Regions from separate parts of the Mus musculus genome. Here region 2 is linked to region 1. A link is a contact called in public promoter capture Hi-C data. All regions are on one chromosome and are shown on one strand. Each heading gives the region's core, a stretch centred on a gene start, on an enhancer-like site or on the middle of the called end of the contact. The rest is flanking DNA. Distances are from core to core; before and after follow the strand shown. Region 1 holds the start of 1110008P14Rik (RIKEN cDNA 1110008P14 gene). Region 2 holds the start of Eng (endoglin).

Evidence for each region. Capture Hi-C pulls out chosen DNA fragments and counts their contacts.
Region 2: a promoter capture Hi-C map of adipose tissue shows a contact between it and region 1. The contact joins the promoter of Eng here to the promoter of 1110008P14Rik in region 1. A contact is called at or near these places in 2 of 115 datasets of contacts at active chromatin or transcription factors (embryonic stem cells and pancreatic cancer cells) and 3 of 9 other capture datasets (adipose tissue, liver and pancreatic islet).

The regions. Positions count from the first base shown.
Region 1 is chr2:32,380,391-32,384,517 of GRCm38.p6, forward strand. It overlaps 1110008P14Rik (RIKEN cDNA 1110008P14 gene), which reads right to left and starts at 1,525. Exons shown (of 2, transcript NM_198001.2): 1 at 1,302-1,525. The coding sequence starts at 1,380.
Region 2 is chr2:32,644,482-32,648,648 of GRCm38.p6, forward strand. It overlaps Eng (endoglin), which reads left to right and starts at 2,114. Exons shown (of 15, transcript NM_007932.2): 1 at 2,114-2,543. The coding sequence starts at 2,477.

The sequences.
Region 1 (4,127 bases), core at 275-2,774:
ATCTTAAAGTCCATCTTCATGGCATTTGGTGACAGAGCCAAAACTCAGACTTGGAGGTCACAGATCTGAGTGCCAGATCTGCTCTAGCCCAGCCACTCCTTAGAATGGGGTAGGAGACTCTGAGGGTTCCAGCACACTGAGAGCTCAGTCGGGGTCTGGCCACGGCAGGTACTTAGTGGACTTAGTGATTCATCCTTGCATGCCGTGGGAGGCTAGCAGAAGGGCCAGGAGAGGTCTGCAGGTTCCACCTATGTCCAGGGTACTTCCTAGCTAATGTCCTGGGACAGCCTCCTCCCCACCATCTCAGTGTCACTCAGAGTTACGCCACCTCCTCACTAAATTCCCTTATGTTCACCATGGCTGCCAGCAGTCACTGTTCCCCAACACTAGTGTCCCACCGCCTACCTCCAGGTGGATGGCAACCTTTATTAAAGAGCAGAACCCAGGTGCTGAAAATATTCTGAGTCTGTTGTGACAATGGCTATGCTGTGAATATATGAAACTGCAGAACTGTACATTTTAAATGGTACAACCTACAGTGTGACCTACAGCTTAATAAAGTTTTTATAACAAAGCAAAAGCATACCCCATCCTTATTGCACAGTAAAGTCCTGCCTGCCCTCTAGGTAAGGCACCACACCAGACTTGACTACACTCAGACAAAACAAAACAAAAACAAAAACCCGCTTTCAGAAGGAAATTGTACTCTGGAGTCTCACCATTTCTATCCCATTTCCCCTTAAATCCCACTACACCTCAATACAGAAGACACCAATGTGCCCAATATTGCTGATGGGAAAACTGAGGTTCCCAAACGTGCAAAAACAGTATGTGGGCTGATGAGTCCCCTGAGGTCCTTCTGCAGTGCTGTGCACCCAAACACAGTACTCAATAAGCAGGTCACACCAGCAAAACCAGGTGGCTGGGGTGCTGACTCAGCATAGTGGGGCGCCCACCCGGCCAACACCTCCTGCAGAGCCATGCAGGACCCGCCCCCTCTTCAGCGAGGAAAGTGTCTGAAGCAAATCCCAAACCCACAAGCGTCTCTGAAGCTGCCTCAGTTTCCCTATGCGACAGCAGGGCTGGTTAGCGATAGTTCTCCAGCACTGCAGCGCTCCGTTCGCTATTGCTCGCCATCGCCTCCGAGGTGGCTGTGGGGACAACTCCAGAGCCACTCAGGCAGAGTGAGACATCTCCTTAGTCCCTCCCACGCCCCACATCCCCGCCCGATTCCAGACCCTCGGACAGTACTCCCGGCAATGCAAAGGTCGCCTCAGCAACACCAACCCACCCCAGGTCACCTGCTTCCCCGAAGCTGTCATTCTCTCCTTCCGTGCCCGCATCCACCGGCATGCCTAGGTCCCCGTTGGGGCCCGACATTGCGGGCTCGGGCGCCGCAGAGGCCACGCGAAGATGGAACTTGGCGATCGTCGCGCGGAAAGCCGGCGCTGGGCGGAAGGTGCGAGCAGCTGGTTGAGCACCGGGCCGGAAGCGTGGAACGCAGCGGCGCACCGGGGCCCGCCCTGAGCCCCGCCCAAAGCCCAGCCCGTAGGCCCCCGCGCAACCACGCCCTTAAGCTCCGCCCCCTCCTTGCTTGGGCGCTCTATCGCGCTCACAAACATGGCTCCGCCCCGTCCCCTCTCGGGCTCCTCCTCCTCTCGCTTCCGAGCCCCGCCCCTCTCCCGGCCGCAGTGACCCGCTGTCAGCGGAGCAAGGTCGGGCAGTGGAGACCCTGGCCCGCTAGTGCTTGGGATGTGTTTGAGGCTCCATCCTGCTGCTTCCGCCCCTCTACGCGTTCGGAATCAGCACCTCTCCTCCCCAGTCACCAGGAATCAGCCTTCTTCCCATCTCCCCTTGATGCAGCCGAGATGATCCACAACCCCTGTCCTATCTTAGCCAATCTTGGCCTCATCTCTTCTCTTAGGACTCTCAACGGCTACACTTTTCGGGTGAGACCAGATTCCAGCCCAGGACAGTAGATGTGAAGCCAATCGGTTTGATTCACGCCAATAAATATGACATGGGCTGGAAAAGGAATGGGAAGTGTGTGTCAGGTTCCCAGTACAGAAAAGGAAGGCTTAGTGTACTTTGCTGTAGGTGCTCCTGGGGGCCGTGGAAGGTGGCGCTCCATCATGGAAGGCTTCATGATACAGACCTCCAGTGGTCACATCCCCTGACTCCATGCCCACTGGGAGGGGAAAAGAAACCTGTACAGAGTCAACATCCAATTGTGGATTGAACCCAGAGGAGCAATCCGGGATCCAGCTCTGTGTCAGGGTGGTGTCTCAGGAACTCTCAGAGACCACCATGGCATCATGGCACAGTGACTATTCCAGAGTGCAGCCTGGTCTCAGCATACAGGCTTTAGTAAAGCTGGGTGAGGAAAAGAGGATTCTTCCTCAAATCCCAGAAGGAGCACAGCCCTGTGGACACCATGAAACTACTGCAAGCGTGGGCATCTGGAACTGGAAGAGAGTACACGTGAGCTTCTGCAACTGGTATATGCTGCAACTTGTTACAGTGCCAGTGGGAAGCTCATGTCTGCATTAGCCAGGAAGAGGGAAGAAAGCCCTGTCTGTGCCAGGAGAGTTTGAAGAGCTCAACAGCAGCAAGAGGCTATGGGAAGCTGACTTCCTTGGTCCAACAGAAGAAACTGGATCTAGGCTAGAAAGATAGCTCAGCAATTAAGAGCACACAGTGCGCTGAGACCCAGTTCAATTTCCAGCATCCACATCAGCAGTTCATCCTCACCTGTAGTACCGGTTCCGGGAAAATCCATTTGTCTCTGGCCTCCTCAGGCACTTAACATATGTGCGTATACTTATATGCAGACAGACAGGGAAAAAAACAATAAATAAATAAGCAAAACTGGAAAGTTGGCTCGGCAGTTAGGAGCGCTGTTCTAAAGGATCTGGGTTCAATTCCCAGCACCCATATGGTGGCTCATAACTGTGTGTTGCTTCAGTTCCAAGTGATCTAACTCTTTCTCCTGGCCTCTATAAGAACTGCATATACATGGTTTGCACACATACAAAGGAAGGCAAAACATCCATATAAATAAAAATAAATAAATAGGAATCAGGGGGTTGTGGCACACAGCATTTGGGTAGCAGAGTCCAGAAGATCTCTATGAGTTCCAGGACAGTCTGTTCTATGTTCAGAGTTCCAGACCAGTCAGGGATACATAATAGCAGGACTCGGACTCAAAAGAAAGAAGATCCACTGCTCAGATTGGAACCCAAGAGTGAAGTAGGTAGGGTGTAGCTTCCTTTCCTGGCTGGTCTTTAACCTAGGTCTTAGATCCACCTCTCAGCCTGAGACCTTCCTGGCTCTAGACGGAGTCTCCATCCCTCACTGACAGCTCTCTGACAGGACTGAGATGGGATTGCCCTCCACCTGAGCACACCCTTCTCAACCAAGATGAAGAGGGCAGCATGTGTGTGTGAGGTGGGAAGGCTGGGCTCATTTGGAACCCCAGGGGTCCTGGCATGGGGGAAGGAAATTGGAGGGCTTTCCTGTGGTTGACATGGAGGGGCCACAGCTGTCACCAGTGGGTGTGGCACCTTGTCAAGTATGACACAGGCCTAACCACTATCCACATCTGTGCACCCTCCTGCCCTGGCTACAGGCCCCCAGAAATCCCAGGATCCAGACCAGTTGGGCATGGCCGCACCTCTTAGCCCCTCCAGGCTCTTCCAATGTCCCCGTCCTAGAGGGGCTACAGCTTTGGGGCCTGTTGCAGGTGGTGAGGTAGCCCTCAGAGGCAAGGGCATGGCATGAGCCCAGGACTTAACTAGGGTACCAAGCCAAAACAGCAGTGAGGGCAGTATTGTTCTATATGGGAGGGACTTGGGGTAGTTGATAGCCGAAGCAAGAGACCTTGAGGGTAGACTGGAGTTCTGGGGCCTTCTCTTCCCTGAGCCTTCTCTCTGTGACCCTATCACCGCACTGGAATGCTACCGGTGTGAGCCAACCCTTTGCCCTCCCCCCCCCTTTTTTTAAAAGATTTATTATTATTATACATAAGTACACTGTAGCTGACTTCAGACACATCAGAAGAGGGTGTCAGATCTCATTACAGATAATTGTGAGCCACCATGTGGTTGCTGGGATTTGAACTCAGGACC
Region 2 (4,167 bases), core at 864-3,363, 260 kb after region 1:
GTGGTACACACCTTTAATCCCAGCATTTAGGAGGCAGAGGCAAAGAGATCTCTATGAGTCTGAGGCCGAGCGTGGTCTATGAAACTAGTTCTAAGCCAGTCAAGCCTACACAGTAAGGCCCTGTTTCAAAACTAAAAACCAGAAACAAAAACAAAAAAGGCTGGGATGTGTCCAAACATAGGCTAAGGCATGGACTTAGAAAGTACTTAGATCACCCTGGGACACAGGGTGTGGAAAGGTTAAGACAACTGGAGAGGCAGAACACAGCTAGAAGGGCCTGGAACACAAGGACTTTGTCCTGGGGTCCCAGAGGATCCCCTGCCTGTCATCTCGCCCTGATGTTTTGTCTTTGTGTCAGCTGACTCTTCTATCCACTCAGCTCAGGTGGAGTGGCCGGCATGGGGCCCGGGTTGAGATCAGGCCCTGAGGTGTCCACTCTGGGTGTTCCCTGTCAAGCTGGTCTCCCTCCACCTGTGTAAAACAAAGCCTAAGGCGCAGGCCTCTTGTCAATGGTGACTTGAGACTGATAAGGTGAACGCCCAGGGTGGGCCCTGGTGTGGCACTTAGTCCCAGGGCTGACTGCTCCCAAAACCCCAAAACAGATTCTGTTAGGGCATGAAGGGAGAAGCTCACAGCCATGCTACCACCATCCCATCTTGCCCTCTAGAGTTCTGGTATCTACCTGCTATCTCCATGGCTGAAGGAAAAGGGCAGAGCCTGCCACCCCCAAGAGGCCTGGTGAGGCGATGTCTCCCATGCTTGCCTGGGTGAGAGCAGGCTGACCTTCCTCCAGGCTGCCTTAGGAACCACACCCACCCTCCCTGCCTCATGTCAGCCCCCCACAGAGACAAACTGCTGACCTTGCCTGGTCACTGAGGCACAAAGACTGGAGGGCACCTAGAAGCCAGGCCTGAAACGCCAGGTCAACGTCTCCTTTCAGAGGTTCTGCTTCTCAGCCTTCTCAAGAGAGATGACTCCCACTGCCCCTTATGTTGGAGTGGGCAGAGATAGGCATCTTAACCTCCCCACATCCTTACTATTGCCCCGGGATGATGCAAATACCACTTACAGCTTTAGCCTATGCTTGGTTCTTTGCTTGCTGCATCTGGACTCCCCCAGTCCCTGACACCTCTCTGGGCAGCTCAGGTTTCTTCTTCAAGCTTCCCTGGGCTTGACCCTAAATGCTACCCAGCAGCACAGTGGGGACACAGTATGTGTTCACTGTTTGCAGAATGAGCAGGGGTCTTTCTGGGATTGTTGCCTTGGCTGAGGAAGGGAGCTGGATTGAGAACCGGCTCCTGCAGACCTGGCCCAGGGTTCAGTGTTGTAGCAGGCTAGCATCTGGCCCTCAGGGATCTCCCAAGAGCCTGGCTGTGAAGAGGACCCAGCTGGGCCCTGCGTTACAAACAACAACAGAGATTAGGGAGTTACTTGGAAATAAATAAGGCAGGCCCAGACCCAGGGCTATCAGACTTCAGAAATGCCATGAAAGTTTGTGCCTGTCCCTCTTTGGATACATAGTGTCCCTATGTATCAGCCCAGGCTGATCTGCAAGTCAGCGAATCCCTTCTGCCATGGCCTGCAGGGGGCAAAAATTATAGGTGGGTGCCACCAAAGTCAGCTGTGTTTCCCTTGCCTTTGGGACTGTGTGGGCCCTGACCATCTCCATGGGAACAGTCTCAGCTGTTCTACTATGTTAACCTGGGAACGCATCTTCTTCATGTTGGGCTTCAGTTTCCCTGTCTATAATACAAAGGGTGCAACCAAGGGCGATGCTTCTGAAAGTCTGTGTTGATGCTGGCGGGGACCAGCTAGAATCCCAAGTTCCATCTTCCCAGAAGGCTGTCCCAGTTTGTTTTCTCATCTGTAGAATGGAACCCGAGCTACAGGGACTTCAACCAGACCTTGTCCCCTATAAGGTTGCCAGATGTGTCCTCACCAGCCAGCCTTGGCAAGGGTAGGTGGAGGGTGGGGTGCATGGGGGAGGTCTGTTGCCTGGGCCCTCCCATCACCCTACCTCCCCATCCCAGGGCCCCCCACCCAGCGACAAAGCCTGTGGCACTTCCTCTACTCGCCTGGCAGGCAGCCTGGCCCGGCCCCTTCTCTAAGGAAGCGCATTTCCTGCCTCTCTGGGCCGGGCTGGATGAGCTGAGCTCCCTGCCCTGACAGTCAGACCCCTGCCTTCATCTGTGTCCCGTCCCCAGGCCAGGACCGCCGACAGCTGCTGCCCGAAAGAGCCCAGTGACTCTTTCCCACCACCCAGTCAGCTAGAGACTCCTGCCCTGCTGTGAGTCTCGAGCCCACTTCTCCTGACTTCTCCGCCGCCACCTCAGAAGGCTGGAGCAGGGACGTGGTCGCTCCGGCCGCCTGCTCCCTTCGGATCCCCGCGCGAACCCACGCAGGCCCCGGCGCCCGCCCGCAGCCTTACCTCTGGATACCGGATAAGGCCCAGCGCACAGACTCCCGGGTGGACAGCATGGACCGTGGCGTGCTCCCTCTGCCCATTACCCTGCTGTTTGTCATCTATAGCTTTGTACCCACAAGTAAGTGTCCAGCGCCCCTGGGTGGGAACAAGCCCAGGCTAGACCCTGGGTGTTACAGGTCTTATTCCCATGTCCCAAGCTACTAGCTGATGAAGCCACCCCCAATGTATTAGGAGGTAGAAATGGGATCACCAACTATTTTGGTTCAGTGGGAGTAAAATGTTTCATAGGATGCCAAACTTAAGCATTAGACGTCTGGGGAGAAGTGGGATAAGCTATTTAAGTTAGCGTTGGCACCTTCCTGTTATCCTTCCTGCTGTGTTCAGCTATCAAGAAGGCCAGGAGCTACACTGCTATGCATCACTGAGAGTATTCCCTCCCATCTCTGAGCCTTGAGTTTCCCATTTGAGGAAGTTTAGGAAGGAGGATGCAGAAGTAAATTTAGGCTCTGGGTCCAACTTTGACCTCCTTGTTTTCTTGTATGAGCCTTGAGGCCTCCGTGCCAGAGGATGCTTAGAGCAAAGACTGGTGATGAGATCATTTGTCCGAAGAGTTTCTGTTTCACTAGCTTCAAGTTCTCCCAGCATTCCCGGGCTTTGCCCGCTCCCGGAACCCCCCAAGGGCACATGCTCTGGCCTTCTCCATTTGCCTTTCTGAGAAGGGTACAGGCTCCATTAGGGACTCTGTGGATCTTCTCAGCCAGGGTGACTATTGAAAGTGATCTGAGGAGGGTCGGTGAGGAGCCTGGACCCCAGTCCTACTCACGAAGGGTCACAGCAGGGCCTGGTCCCCAGCCACCTCCCTGAGGATCCCCGCCTACCAACCTGCAGATTCAGGGGCATGTTCAAGGGTTGGGGTGGGCAGCCTGGAAGAAAGAGTATGGGAAATGATGGGGCCATCCTGGCACTCAAAGTCCACAATTGATGGGAAATCTGTCATCGCGGGTTAACCGGAAATTGAGTCTCAGAAACACTGAGTGACTTATCAGGGATTTGACTCAAGGCCTGTGGCCCCTCAGAACCCTTATTCTGACCACACATGACCCTGCAAGATGGCTGCCCCAATTACCCCATTTCCCAGAAGAGAAAATGAAGGCTCTAACCTTCCAAATCCACCTACTCCAACAGAGTCTGACCCCAGGCTGGGACAGGATTCCAGGCCCTCTTCCCCCCGGCTTGGGGAAACCTGCCTTGTAGGATGGGAAGTGGGGTGTCAGTGTCTAGGTGACTGTTCAGAGGATAGACCAGTAGACTGTGGTGGTATGCATATTTCCTCAGAGCTGATTTCAGGTCACAAACACTCAGTTCTTATTTGGAAATCAGAGTACAGTGGCACACAGCAATTGCCTCTCTCCCCTACAGAGCTGAGAGGTACAGGTGCCCGCAAGGGTACCTGAGGGTAACGTGGCTAAAAGAATTAGGAAATATGAGTTCTCATTGTGACTAGCTGGGTGTGTAGTGCCATGGTAGGGCTCTTACCCGCCATATGGAAGGTCCTGAATTTTAAAAAAAATTATACACATTTATATTTACAGATGCATATGTATACATATATACATATATACATACATACATACATACATACATACATACATAACTTATTTTCTTTCTTGAAACCAGGTTTCACTATGTAGCCCTGACTGGCCAGGGCACAGAATTTAGCTTTTCAGTGCATAGGGTGAGGG